Linked DNA regions of Mus musculus: region 1 is linked to region 2. The links are chromatin contacts, called in public promoter capture Hi-C maps. All regions are on one chromosome and are shown on one strand. The core of a region is the stretch at or near the end of the contact, and the rest is flanking DNA. Distances in the headings are between cores, read along the strand shown.

Region 1 (6,963 bases), core at 4,121-6,620, 710 kb before region 2:
GCCTCTAATTTCATCTTCATCCAAAAGTTTTAATGCAAGCTCCACAGATTCTTTCTTTATAAAGGCAAAATAAAATACTCATTAAGTTGACCACTGACATGAAACTTAATCTTTTGATATAAACAATGCCAGCCACCTACTTTGGGATAAAGAAAAGCTTTGTTCAAACCCACATATACCTCACACACCTGTGTTAACGTAGGTACATGACTAGTTCTCTAAACCTCCAATTTCTCCATCTGCATAAAGCTAAAATATCTTCATCACAGGGCTCCTTAGAAATTAGGTGAAATAGTTTATGGAAAGGTTAGGGCAAAACATACAGTAGGTGTTCCGTAAATTATATTACTGGGTAAGTTTTGTCTCTAGGAGCCCAAATATCTCATCTGTAGAATGAGAGGAGTGAACTGAGTAATATCTGTGGCACAGTCCAGTTGTGAAATTCTATAACAGCTACCTAACAGTGGGTGATCAAGGAGCTGGAAGTAATACAGCCAGTCTTTAGTGTTCAGCTTCTTCAAACTAGAATATACACCTGTAATAACATGCTTAGTAGACGATAATTATTGAATGGCTTATATATTAAGTGCAGTTATGGATTCAGGGTCCTACACAAACACATTAGTTGTCACCCCTACTCAGAGTCAAAGAACAAAAGGCCTGAGGAAAGGAAAAAGGACCACTGACCTAAGCTGCTCAATTAAATATGGATTCTGGAATAATTAACTTTATTTTCTACAGTGCAACTTATTGGTTTGACAATTTGTTACTTTCATGGGCCCTAAGTTTTATCTAAAAGTGTTTCATAGAACAATATTATTCTGTAAAAATCCAATCATGGAGTGGAAGAGACCGTTCAACTGTTAAGAGCCCTTGTTCAGCTCCCAGAAGCCATAATGGGTAGCTTCCGCAGAGGACCCATGTTCAGCTCCCAGCAGGCCCAGTAGCTCATAACACTCTATAACTCCAGCTCCACAGGTCCAACATCTTCTTCTGGCCTCTGTATGCAACAGCATTCATAAGCACATATATAAATGCCCCCCATGTATATACATAAATAAAAGAAAAACTTTTTTTAAGTTCCCATCAACACCCTGTTCTTTTTAAAATTCAATTCACAGATTTTTAGTCAACTTTGTGCTGGTAAAATTCTCAAATTTTACATATGAACATAGAAGATTAACATCCCAAATGATCATGGAAGGGTTCACTTACCAGATTAAAAACTGATAACCCCAAACCTTGCCATCTCAAGCCTACTTTCTTCTGATCCCACTAACTACACACCTATGATAGTTATACTACCACATTATCATTTTTTACTTGATTTGTAATTATTTTCAGGTTCTATGACAAATGCATATGTCATAATTGTGGCCATTTGTTTTGTGCCAGGTGAGATGACAAGTGCCACGAAGATGACTGACTGACTGGTGTTCCCAGAAATGATAGCTTCCTTTCACATCAATCAAGGCCTGTACAATTTGCAGTGAAAAGACTATACACAGTTCTGCCAATTTCCATTCTAATTCTCTTCCCTGGTGTTTGAAGCAGTAAGTATAATTCACCATCTCCTTTCTAGTCTAATTTGGCGTTAGAAAACACCTTTTGTCAAGAGCCAGTTAGTAAACAGTTTAGGCTTTGAGAGTCAGGGTTATCGCTACAACCACTCAATGCTTCTGATGAAACATGAAAGTAGCCAGACACAAAAACATAAGTGAGCCAGTGGGGTTGTGTTCCAACAAAACTGTATTTGCAAAAACAGACAGCAGTCACGACTTTGCTAGACTCCATTCCAGTTCACTCCAATGTGCAAATAAAATGTCAATGGCTTTTTTCTTCTCAGATTTTTACACTCTTGATTACATACACTGAGGAAGAGGTCTTTGCAGTGAAATTCTTGAAGATAAGAGAAGCCCCTCGCCGGGCGTGGTGGAACACGCCTTTAATCCCAGCACTACGGAGGCAGAGTCAGGCGGATTTCTGAGTTCGAGGCCAGCCTGGTCTACAAAGTGAGTTCCAGGACAGCCAGGGCTATACAGAGAAAACCTGTCTCGAAAAACCAAAAAAAAAGAGAAGCCCCTCAATTACCTATTTATATAGCATGCTGATCTTGTAGCAAACAGTTTCTTAAAACAAGCAAATAATCCTAGTGTCACTAAGGTGACCTATTTTCTTTGTATTTTGCTTTGGATGGTTGGTGGTTTGGGCTAGTATCTCTAATATTCGAGCCTTGCTTCCTGGGTTAAAAATGGAAGGGATGAGAGACTTGACCAAATACCAACCTTCAGATAACAACAAAGCCCATCTCCTTTAAGATTCCCTTGATCATCTTTGTACAGTTTAACTTTAAACTCTTCAGTCTGAGGATCTCTCATAATAATGCCAAATTTGGACATGAGCTGAATAAATTCATCCACTGTGATGTCTGGAGGGAGACCTGTAATTTCAGAGAACAATTTCAAAGTATTTAATGAAGGTAAAAGTTTTTAGCATTTTACCAATGAGAAACCTGAAACCTCTACGTGAATACAAAGCTGACTTGTATAAAGGAGTACAAAAACTTCCTATCTATAAATGTGAAGACTGTATTTTATACACTAAAAAATATCAGTTATGCTATGCTTACACTTCACTAAATCTGAAGGAACAAACTGCTATAAATTATCTAAGGCAGGCATAAGAACAGCATGTAACATTGCATAACTTTTCTTCATTCCATACTAAGTAAATTCCTAGCTAACAAAAGCAGGTGAACAAAACCCACCAAAACTAAAACTCACTTAGCACAAAGTCTCAACACTAAATGTTTCCAACATGAAAACGGCATTGCAACAGTATAAATACCTGACACGTATACATTTGTATTTCTGTCTTCTTCAACATGGAACCATCCTAAAAAAATCAAAGGGAAATAAATAAAACATTCGAAAGAAACAAGAATTACATTATGAAATCTTGGCAATGGCAGTTTCTTCAAAGTTTTAGAATGTTCTCTTTATTTCAGAAGACGACGACTAATTCAAATCACTACAGAGCGTGCAAAATACATAAACCTTTCGACTGTGAATGACCTTTATCGCTCTGAAAAAGAAAAAGGGCTACCTCTGTTCTTCATGACTTTACGCCTATTTGAAAGTGAAAACTCGTCACATCATCGCTCTTTCAACGCTATTATAATTCTGCAAAATGTAAAACGGATTTACAAATTTTTCCTATCTCACTTCTAAAGGCAGGTTTGGCAAGGACAGGACCACTTGCCAGATTCAGCCTTTCTCTTTTCCCCCTTCCTTTTGGAGTCAGGGGTCTCCGGGACTTCTTTTTGTGGAGGTTCTTCTACAGCCTTAGTGTTGGCGTCCTGGACGTTCGCAGTAGAGCTGGATGCACCATCACTAGAAAAGCCGTAGTTAGCCTGATACGTAGCAATGAAATCTTCGGTGATCTAAATAGAGAAGTCAAAACACATGCAGACAAGGTTAATTTACTTGTGGAAACTGTGGTATAAGGCTGTACATTCAGAAATATAACCTAAAACTTAAAACAAGTGTTTACACCACAAGCAGCTGTACTAATTCAAGTACAACCCAAGACCAGTCTCCTTATATGGACACCATGTAGTGTGATCAAAGTAGGACAAAGGTGCACAGACTGCCAAAACAACACGCATAGTTTTAAGTGATGCTATCACCCGTTCCTACATGTTTATAAATTACTACTTCTCTACAGTGTATATGACTAAAGTGGCCAATACATAAAACAAAAAAAGTATTGAATAAACGAGATGGTAAAACCCAAAGTCAACTAGTAATTTCATCACCGAATCCACTTTTGGGTACCCAGATACCAAATAATTGTTTGTCAGACTACTAAAAGCGCTCTTTAAAGAAATCACATGTACAGTCAAGTGGGCATTGCCAGTCCAGAAGTTCAATTGTAAATTTTTACAGTTTGGGATGCTTAAAATATGCACAAATAAATAGCTGAAATTTTTCAACCAACAATCAATCCCCCTGCACAATGGAAAAAGTTTTGTGTGATTGCCTCTCCGGTCGCTTGTCGCGCTGTTAGTTCCCTTTGATGCCAAAGTTCCTATGAGGCTAAGACTAACAGAGTACAGTTACCATACAGTTTACAAGACCAGGTTCAACACCACTTGTGCTATTTCCATGTTGAAATTAAACACTTAGCAATTCCCAAGTACAAATGTATAGATCTCTTTCATTCATTTCCTGTGCATTCCTAGTCATATTCCTGTGGTTATAGGGTCCGAACTCAGATGCCCTGGAACAAAATTTAATAGATAAAACAAGAATCAAGAAAAGTTTCTTCAGTAGAGGTGAATGACACCTCTTCCACCCTGTAAATCAACAAGCTGCATTCTACACAAACATGTACAGGAAGCGTAAATTAAGTTTGGCTATACAGGATAAAAGTCTTACTAATGTGATTTCCTTGGTGTTCTTCCTCTGTGCAGTAAAAATATCAAGATAAAAACGAATTGTGACCTTCACATACATACACAAATTAATAAGGCACAAAAAAATCACTTAAGGCACCACCCTAAGATTTACTTTCCTTTATACATCGGGAATGCAATAGACTGAACCAATAGACTAGCCACCAACCACCGGTTCAGAGACCTAGTACTTCAGTGGAGCAAACAGAAGAGGAATGTCCCGCAAGGGCTGCCAGTGAACCCTATGGCCCCGCTCCGCAGTGGGACTCCGATACTCTTTCTTACCTTAGGGAACCAAGCCTTCTTATCAAGGTCCCACTCGTAAGGAGTGTCATCTGGTGGTTGTCCCAAAGAATGGGCTTCTCCAGAGGGCTCATTCTGGGTGTCACCTTCCTTGGGGTCTCCTCCATACAATTCTTGCATTCGCAATTGCTCATCAAACTCATCGTTCCCGCTCAAGTTGTTGCCACTCATGGTTCTCACGTAGTCCCGGACACCGCGGTCAGAGAAGTGAAGAGGCCGAGAGGGCGCTGGACAAGAGCAGAGAAAGAGAGGTCTGCAGAGCTTGGACTGTGCACTGCAACTCCCGGGCCGCCTCCCGCAGCGCCCCAGCAGACCCTGGGAAGTCTGCGAGGCACCGCCCAGACTCCGCCCTCCCGCCCGCCCCCCTCGTGCACGCCTGCGCCAACAAATGGTCAGCGCTGTCGCTGCCACCCACCTGGCGGGCTCCGCAGGGCCTCGCCGCCGCCGCTGCTGGGGCCAGGGCGAGGCGGAAGCGCGCAGGCGCGCTGTCACCGCTGCGGCCGGTTCCGGAGGCGCCACAGCTTCCTCCCCGCCACGTCAGGCAACGAGTTGAGAGCGAAGTCCCCCTCAGGCTGATGCAGTCGCCATTGTCCGCGCGGGTGGCAACGTAGCGGGTCGCGCCGACCCGCCCACGGGACGTCAAAGGTCCGCGACGCTTGCGCGGCCAGGGGGCGGGGCCTCGGAGCCCGGCTGCCGCCGCGTGTCTGTACTTATTGGGAACTGGCCTTTAGGGACGCAGCCTGCCGAAATGCATGGCACCTCGTTAACCTCGGGCTCCTCTGCGCTCCGGACGAGTTTGGCCGAAGCGATAGCCTGAAAAAGGACTCTTCCAGTAGAGCTGGCGCGGAATGGGCTTTGCGGCAGGCGCCATCTTGGGGAGGTGGGTGGGACCGTGGGACAAGTTTCTCCCGCTTCGCGAAACCTTGGCGCCTCCTTCGCGCAAATCCCCGCCCCTGCACTGGAGCCGAGGATTGTCTTATTTTTCGAATGCTTGTCCTTAGTGTACACGCGGGTTTTGTTCATCTTAGTAACCCAAACACATAACATGCTGTTTGGAGGTCTAGTGAAGCATGAGTTAACAAGCAGTGGGCAGAAGGCCCCATCACTTCCTAATCTCACCCCCCTTTTAGGCATCTGGTACCACCCTCTGGCTGCTGTAGGTGAGAGGAGCTTTTGCCTGCAGCTTACTGCAACGTGTCCGAGGTGTTCCAGACTGGAATTTGAAGCTTGAGTGTAAACATAACCCTATGGCCTCATTTCCTTGTGTCTTAGTAAGACAGCCAACAGTCTTCCAAGAAAAGCTGAGCTTTTTCCTTAGATGTTTCATGCACCTAGAAAAGGGAAGGGGTCCATATTTTTAGGACAGACAAGTATTTACTGAACTCCTATTAAGTGCCAGGCTTTGAGGGAGATTCTGAGGCAGCAGCTAAGACATGCACAAATCAAGGGCGGTTCAGTTATAGTTGGCGAACAATATGACAGGAGCACCAGATGCGGGAGAGCAGCAATTATTTTGTTTTAAGCATTTTTTAAATATTTTTATTAGGTATTTTCCTCATTTACATTTCCAATGCTATCCCAAAAGTCCCCCATACCCCTCCCCACTCCCCTACCCACCCACTCCCACTTTTTGGCCCTGGCATTCCCCTGTACTGGGGCATATAAAGTTTGTAAGTCCAAATGGCCTCTCTTTCCAGTGATGACTGACTAGGCCATCTTTTGATACATATGCAGCTAGAGACAAGAGCTCCAGGGTACTGGTTAGTTCATATTGTTGTTCCACCTATAGGGTTGCAGATCCCTTTAGCTCCTTGGGTATTTTCTCTAGCTCCTCCATTGGGGGCCCTGTGATCCATCCAATAGCTGACTGTGAGCATCCACTTATGTGTTTGCTAGGCCCTGGCAAAGTCTCACAAGAGACAGCTATATCAGGGTCCTTTCAGCAAAATCTTGCTAGTGTATGCAATGGTGTCAGCGTTTGGAAGCTGATTATGGGATGGATCCCCGGATATGGCAGTCTCTAGATGGTCCGTCCTTTCATCACAGCTCCAAACTTTGTCTCTGTAACTCCTTCCATGGGTGTTTTGTTCCCAATTCTAAGAAGGGGCAAAGTGTCCACACTTTGGTCTTTGTTCTTCTTGAATTTCATGCGTTTAGCAAATTGTATCTTATATCTTGGGTATCCTAAGTTTCTGGGCTAATAT
Region 2 (7,571 bases), core at 2,167-4,666:
AGCACTCACATACCAGGTGACTTCCTATGCAAGCCGCTACTTGGGCTGAAGTCAACAGCTCCAGCAAACCCCATCCCAAGCTCCAAGGCCTAATTAAGACTGCCAGGTGGAAGCTCTTGCTACGTCCTTATGGGAAGACTGCTCTGTGTTCAGCTTGCCCTGTGCTTACCTATGCCCTCCCTGAATAGAAGCTTCCAAAAGGTAGTTCTGAACAGAAGGCAATATGCTGGCATGCAGTGCTACTGGAATTGAATGGGTCAGAGACGGGCAGCACATCGCTTACAATGCAGATCTCTTCCTACACTCTCCCAAACATGCAACTCCTTCAAACCTACATGTAGATGAAAAGAACCTAGCAAGAACCACACCCTGCTAATCAGGTAGAAACTAAGTAACTTTTGCATATTTTTTTTATCACTTTTGCACAAATCAGAGAAAAAAACGCATTTTTTTTGCCATTTTGAAAAATCACATCATTGGGGACAACACTGCTCAAAGCCCTGGAACTTCAGGCAGAATTCCTGCTTCTCCCAACACAGTAATTGAAAGCAGAGGGGCTGGCGTGTGACCACTTCATGATGTCTTCCCCTGAAGAACAGACATATTGTAGAAAAAGTGTATCAGTTGACACTAAACTATGTTGCCTTCCCTTGCATTCTTTCCAGACTCTACTTGACTCAGTGACAGACAGATCATTCTGGAAAGAACCAAATAATACATAGTTTAGAATGTGTGGGCCGCACTTAACTCTTTCCTCTCCTCCTCCTTCTGTTTTGAAAAGCAATTCATTTACAAGGGCGACACAAGTAGGAACTTAGAGGTCACAGGCAATTATACTGTGGCAGGAGCTGGTGAGCACGCCATAGAGCCAAGCACTGGTAACTGTGATTGAAATTTCTAGATATGGATACACTGGAGAACCTCAGACCCATATGCTAATTCCAGCAGAAGAGAACACTGGAAAAGTCTCTGGAGAAGTCTTGGGGCTGTGGGATCAGAATCCAAATGTTGGATACAGACTCAACAGCCTGGGTACCTCTTTTTGCTCCCCTAAGAACAGAGACCCCACATTTTTTTTTCTCACCTGTGGTTCTGGTATCTCAAGCTCTCTTTGTAAGTCTTCAATGAGTGACACAACTCTTTCTCTATTGTCTGGGCAGTGTTCCCTCACCCAGGTCTCTATTTCTGTGGGCAGAATAGTTAGGAATTGCTCTAGCACAAGCAGTTCCAGGATTTGTTCCTTAGAACGCATCTTTGGCTTCAGCCACTGACAGCAAAGCTCCCAGAGTTTGTTGAATGCTTCATGAGGCCCGGCAGCTTCTGTGTACTGGAACTGCCTGAAACGCTGTCGGAAAACTTCACAGTCTGTGTCATACTCTTGCAGCACAGAGCCCTGATTCAAGGAGGCCTGGATTGCACAGCCCAGGGCCACAGCCATCACCTCTTCTAGCAGTTTACAGTTTATCTGGGGTCTATGTCTCAGAGTCCAGGTTTTTCCTCTCTGTAATAATCTGGGGGAGTCACTTACAGCTGAAGACAGGAAGACATGAAAAGGAGAGAGAGCAATGGTTACAACATGGCACACTCACCGTCCTTAGCTCAACGGAGCTGGCTTTCCTCCCACAGAGACTTAAAGGATCCCCTCACAGTCTTTCTGGGGGTTTCGAGAATCAGACCAAAGCTGGGGCCTTACTTCCCAGAAGAACACGTATAGGCACAATCAATTGTAGATACAGTTCAAATATTTACAAAATCTCCAGGAAACTCACATAGCCTCTAAATTCTAGCTAGAGTCTAGAAAGCTCTATCTTATATGACAAGGACACCAAATGGTATTGTAAGTTTAACCAAAAATTCAATTTGCTTCCTCCGATATGCCAGATAAATGTAAGGGGCTCAGTAAATCGCATTATCCAAAGCACTTCTCTAATATCTTACAGAGACAGGTAAGAACCCTGCCTTTTCTTAAGGCCCCACTGATTTAATTTAATTCCATTCCTACCCTAATTCCAAGTCATTCTATTTTTCTATATGGAGATTTCAAAAGAAATGTAGGAGGGACAATACGGTACTTCCTAAATAACTAATAGTGTCAAGATATTTTTAGTGCAATCTCTGAGGTCACAGGGTTGGTTGTATACATGTCTATCCAGGGCTCAGGACCTGAATATGCATATACACTATGCCCCCTCCCCCATCTACTGAGACAACTATTTTTTTTTTTTTTTTTGGTTTTTCGAGACAGGGTTTCTCTGTGTAGCCCTGGCTGTCCTGGAACTCACTTTGTAGACCAGGCTGGCCTTGAACTTAGAAATCCGCCTGCCTCTGCCTATACTTTTTTTTTTTTTTTTTTTTTTTTTGGTTGAGACAACTCTTATACCTGTCCTCTTTAAGGTTTTTGAAGAGGATTCAAGGAAAAGAGTCCGGAACCTCTTCCCACTCTGTCAACTGGACTGAAACTGACTTCATATCAACCATCACTGTAACAGTAACCTGTCCTTCTGTGCCAAATGTATTTAGGCATAATTTGCTGTGCAGTCCTCACACCCAAATGCCTCTGTTTACAACAAGCACATAACGATAGCATCAACGTCATAAAAAATAATCCTTCGAGGATCAAATGGCACAGAAAGTGAATAGCAGCCCGCCTGGCACAAGGCGAGAACTCAAGTGAAGTTTATTGCTGGTCAAGACTCCTTCCTAGGAAGCTTCTAGTTTCCTGAGCCCAGGCATGGAACCGTTGCTGGAGGATATCCAAGGATCTGCAGTCTGTTGGCTGGGGACCCAGTACTTAAGCTGCTCCAGTCGCACAGCTGGCTAGGGAAGCCTCTCCTGGCTGACCCAAAACCTTCCACCACGTCTACCAGGGAAGTGTTTCTCTAGGTTTCTTTCCTGGGCCCTACATAGTAAAAACTTCACTTCATTAAGGAACAGTGCCCCCCCCCCCCGCCCCCAAGCTTGCCTCTGAATCCACCCTCACAGGGCCTACCCGTAAGGCACCGTTAATCAAAGAGGGCACTTGGGGAAACAGCAGGCGTGACATGTCCCTGAAAAGCCTAAAAGCTGGTTTAAAACCCCATGCCAGTGTTAGGGACGTGGTGTCCAAGAGCTCTTGGATGACAATGTCCGACCACCCAGATGGGCACTCCCTGCCATCGTGGACTCCCAGCAAGGCCTGGCCAGGTCGCAGGGAGCGGCGGCGGGGTCCCTGAACGAATAGGAGCCCGCCGCTCCTCTTTGCTCCTGGGGCCTGGCTCCCAGGGCACATATGAAATTTGCCAGTTTGTGTGGCCCCAGCCTTGCAAAAAAGAGCCCCGTTACCCGCGCCCGCGCCCCAGGGACAGCCACGCCCTCTGTCCGCTCCGGGACTCACCGCCTCTGCGCCCACGGCTCTCCCAAGCTCACCGGCAACTGCCCAGGGCGCAGGCGCACAGCCGCGTTGAGTACTACAGCTCCCGGCAGGCTCCACGCCGCCCGCCGCTTTTAGAGCCCACTAGGATGCTGACGTGGGGGATGGCTGGGACTCTTCTAGTCTTCCACCTAGTTTCAAGCTGCATTGGAAGAGCTCCTATTTCCGGTCTTATAGCTTTATGGTCCTAGGGGATTGGGTGGGACGAGCCCCGAGTAGTGAGTCAAGTAAGAGCTACTTCCCAACAGCTTTAGATTAATTGATGCAGGTGGGGGAAAAACTTTGTTTAAAACAGCCCCTACCCACTCAGTGATTCCCTCGGGGAGGAGGTGGTTCTTGAGAAGGCATTTTTTAAAACTCAGATTTCAGGGTCCCTAACGACACCCTGGAGAGCAAAAGAGCTTAGAGCCATTTTAATAATAAAAAAAAAAAATTTGGGGGGGGGGATTCTGACTGATCTGTGTTGTCTGTGTGCCACAGTGACCTTGAATATACATCTTAGTTTTTTTTTTCCTCTTGTAAGCTTAGAGCTTCCATCTAGGGAACCCTCCTATTCCTCTCCACCTTCAACAGCCCCCAGTGGTCTCTGAAGTTTGAAGATTAGCCTTCTGGCATTATTTCAAGTCTTCCAATTGGTTCCCTGCTTTTCCTGCCCTTGAAAGCAAACTTTCCCTTCTCCTTTGTCAGTGAGTTGTAGTGAGACTTGGTCCAAGGGCCACTAAATACAATAGTGCTGATTGGGAAAAAATGCTCATTTTTGGTCCGAGGCTGGGGCTATTGGTCTGTGTGTGCCAGAATTTTAGCCCTAGGACTTTGTTTCTGCCTGAGAACCTGTATCTAGACCTGAGTGTGTCCAAGATAGCAAGGAAAAAAGCTGCTTGTTCTTGTTCCTCCTTGATGATCCGGTGGAAGCAAGACAGACATGGGAGGAGCGGTGTTGTTGGCAGGCACTGAAGACAGCTTCATCCAAGCCAAAGTTGTTCTCATTAGCTGAGGCCTGGAGCCCCTGACTCTCAAGTCCTGCAAAGCCACTGTTACTCTTACCAGGGCCCTAGTCATCTTTGAAGGAAGAGTAGCTCATCTCAACCAAGGTGTTATGGGAGCCTGATGATTCTTTGGGTCTGAGAGTCAAATGAAATTGCACAAAGGCAGGACCTATCCCCAGGGAACCCATCTCCATCCTAGAGGCTGCCCACCTATGCTTTTGAGAATTCGAAGGAACTACAATAATAATAATTTTTTAAAAAGTGTGATTTGTTTAGAGAGATCTTGGAAGCCTTGGAGAATGTGTTGAGGGAAGATTTCTCTGCTTCAAAGTTGGCCCCAAGGTAGGAGACAGCTCTGTTTGTTTTCTGTGTTTTGTGTTCATGTTGCTGTGTTTTCCTGTTTTCTTTTCCTGGGAATTGAACCTAGAATCTCACACATGCTCCTTCTTTTCTTCTTTTTAAAAATTATTCTTTGAAAATTTCATACCTTCATACAATATAATTGTATCATATTATCCATCCACCATTTTAAATTAACATATACTAATTGTGCAAGTAAAGATTTTACTTATGACATTTTCATGCGTGCGTGCCGTTGTTAGGAGGTTCATTGTTAGGTTAGGAGGTTCCTGAGTTCCGCCATCTCTAGAACGTGTTCCACCTTGCTGACAGGATCAAAACTGAGTTTAGGTTCCCAACCCTGGAACTCAACTCCTATCCTGCTTCTTCAAATATCTCATGACCAGTAAGGGATGTAAAGATGGAAGATGCTGTTATCCCGTTATCTAAACTAAGGCAAAGAAGTCATGAATGTGCAGCCTGTCTTGACGTAATTGACTACGTGCTGTTTATCCATTCTTTTGTGCATTTATCTCTCTAGATTCCAGGTCAGAGTCCAGGAGGGGACCTGACTGCAAAAGCTGACTCAAGGACCCTGGAACCAGGTGACCCAGATAAGGCCCAGTCACTAAGAGTAACTTCCTTGTGTCAAAGTAGGATTGGTCACCCGCATCTCCCTTGCTTGGTGCTCCCATTCTGTAACAATGTTGTACAATCTCCCTTTGGGAACACAGTACAGATCCCTAACTGTCTGCCTCTCTGAGAGCTCAGAAAACAGAGCTTCTTCCCCCCCCCCACCCCCAAAGCTGAGGACCGAACCCAGGGCCTTGCGCCTGGTAGGCAAGCGCTCTACCACTGAGCTAAATCCCTAACCCCCAGAGCTTTCATTTTTAAGCTTCGGAATCTGAAGTGAGTTTTCTCAGCGACCACCCCAAACCCCACACCATGTACTCTGGTCATATTCATCTGTCTTTTCTTTACCCTTTCTTGTTTCTAATAACTTTCCTTTCACATCAATTTTGTGAAAATTAATTTAATTTTTAAATTTTAACTTTTAATTTAAATTAATTTTGGGGTGTTTTTTTTTCAAGACAGGGTTTCTCTGTGTAACCCTGGCTGTCAGGGAACTCACTTTGTAGACCAGGCTGGCCTTGAACTCGGAAATCTGCCTGCCTCTGCCTCCCAAGTGCTGGGATTAAAGGCGTGTCACCACTTCCTGGCTTAAATTAATTTTTAATTTTTCTCTAGATGACACATATGATATCTTATTGCTTAATGTTATGATCTTCAGTTCTATCAATTTTGTGGCAATGCCTTAATTTAATTTTCCATTTTTTTGTTTTTGTTTTTGTTTTTTTGTTTTTGTTTTTGTTTTTTGTTTTGGTTTTTCGAGACACGGTTTCTCTGTGTAGCTCTGGCTGTCCTGGAACTCACTCTGTAGACCAGGGTGGCCTCGAACTCAGAAATCCACCTGCCTCTGCCTCCCGAGTGCTGGGATTAAAGGCGTGCACCACCACGCCCGGCTAATTTTCCATGTTTTTGTTTGTTAATTTTTTTTTTAGAAGATCCTCTTGTGTCGGCCTCCTAAATTGTAGGATTACAGGTGTGTACCCTCACATCTAGTTATAATTTCACCTTTTATGGTTGACCAAAAGTTCATTGTATGTATGTATGACCCTTTATTTACCCACTGACTCACGCATTGTCCATTCAGATTCTCCGGATTACTCTAAGAAGACCTGTCTCTAGCTGTGGTGCTTTAATAGCCTACTCAAGAAGATTCCTCCCCACATCTCAAGTGTAGTAAATAGTGTGGTATTGTTTTTGGCTTCCGCAGGAAGTCAGGGTTATTTCAATAAAAATACCAGCTGTGCCCTTAGATCAAAAAGTGCTTTCAAAACCTGCCTATTGCCTGCTATCTGTGTGTTGGGAAGTTGTAAAGTCCTGAGGCAAAGCAAGCTTTGCATATTCATGAACCTACAGCCACTTCAGTTGCCTACACAGTACCCGTGCAAGATCAAGCCAGTCAGCATTCCAGCGTGAGAAGGAGGTTCTTCCCATAACTGAAGAGCTATGATCACTTGCCAGCTCCTAGGGGAGGAACAGTCAGTTTTCTTTAAGTGTGTGGTCCCTGGTAGGACAAACAAGTTCTGGTGGATGTCCCCTCACCCCTGAGTCTATGGGCAGCACAATTTGAACGTGTGTGGGTTATTAAATAAGAAGAGGACATAAAGTTGTCAAGGTAGGAGTGGCTCTTGGGAGTGGAAATGATCAAAATATCTTGTATGCATGTATGATGTCAACGGGGGCTGGAGAGATGGCTCAGAGGTTAAGAGCACTGACTGCTCTTCCAAAGGTCCTGAGTTCAAATCCCAGCAACCACATGGTAGCTCACAACCATCTGTAAAGAGATCGGGCGCCCTCTTCTCCTGTGTCTGAAGACAGCTACAGTGTACTTAGATATAATAATAGATAAATCTTTTTAAAAAAGAGAAAATGTCAACAAATTAATAGCATATTTTATTAAAAAAGAATTTTGTGAAGTAATTATGACATGGGGCCAGAAAGTTGAAAAAAGCCCCTCTGTAATAACGTGGTAAGTATGAATTGCTAGTCTTACCACCCAGTAGCAACCTGCTCCTTGTAGTCTTTAATCTTTACTAACAATTATGGAGAGGCTATTTACTAGATCTGTAGCTGCATACCTAGTTCTAGGGGTATCTCAACATGTTAAAATCAGCAAAATTACTTCTGGAACAGCAGCTACTATTGGGATTCCCACCTTATTAAATTTACAACGAACCACTGCTGTCTTCCAAAATCTGCCTGGCTTCCTT

Evidence for each region. Promoter capture Hi-C pulls out the DNA fragments that hold promoters and counts their contacts.
Region 1: a promoter capture Hi-C map of the HPC-7 cell line shows a contact between it and region 2, with 3 times the contacts expected there. The contact joins the promoter of Htatsf1 here to the promoter of Zfp449 in region 2. A contact is called at or near these places in 5 of 39 promoter capture datasets (the 3T3-L1 cell line, the HPC-7 cell line, HPC-7-derived erythroid cells and 2 more) and 1 of 484 Hi-C or Micro-C datasets (olfactory sensory neurons).

The regions. Positions count from the first base shown.
Region 1 is chrX:57,051,977-57,058,939 of GRCm38.p6, reverse strand. It overlaps Htatsf1 (HIV TAT specific factor 1), which reads right to left and starts at 5,370. Exons shown (of 10, transcript NM_028242.2): 1 at 5,175-5,370; 2 at 4,742-4,986; 3 at 3,262-3,442; 4 at 2,848-2,895; 5 at 2,286-2,440; 6 at 1-54. The coding sequence starts at 4,930.
Region 2 is chrX:56,342,242-56,349,812 of GRCm38.p6, reverse strand. Zfp449 (zinc finger protein 449) reads right to left here and starts at 3,416. Exons shown (of 5, transcript NM_030139.5): 1 at 3,374-3,416; 2 at 1,085-1,530. The coding sequence starts at 1,438. It overlaps Gm38625 (a long non-coding RNA gene), which reads left to right and starts at 3,417. Exons shown (of 3, transcript XR_878111.3): 1 at 3,417-3,636; 2 at 4,672-4,737; 3 at 5,276-5,693.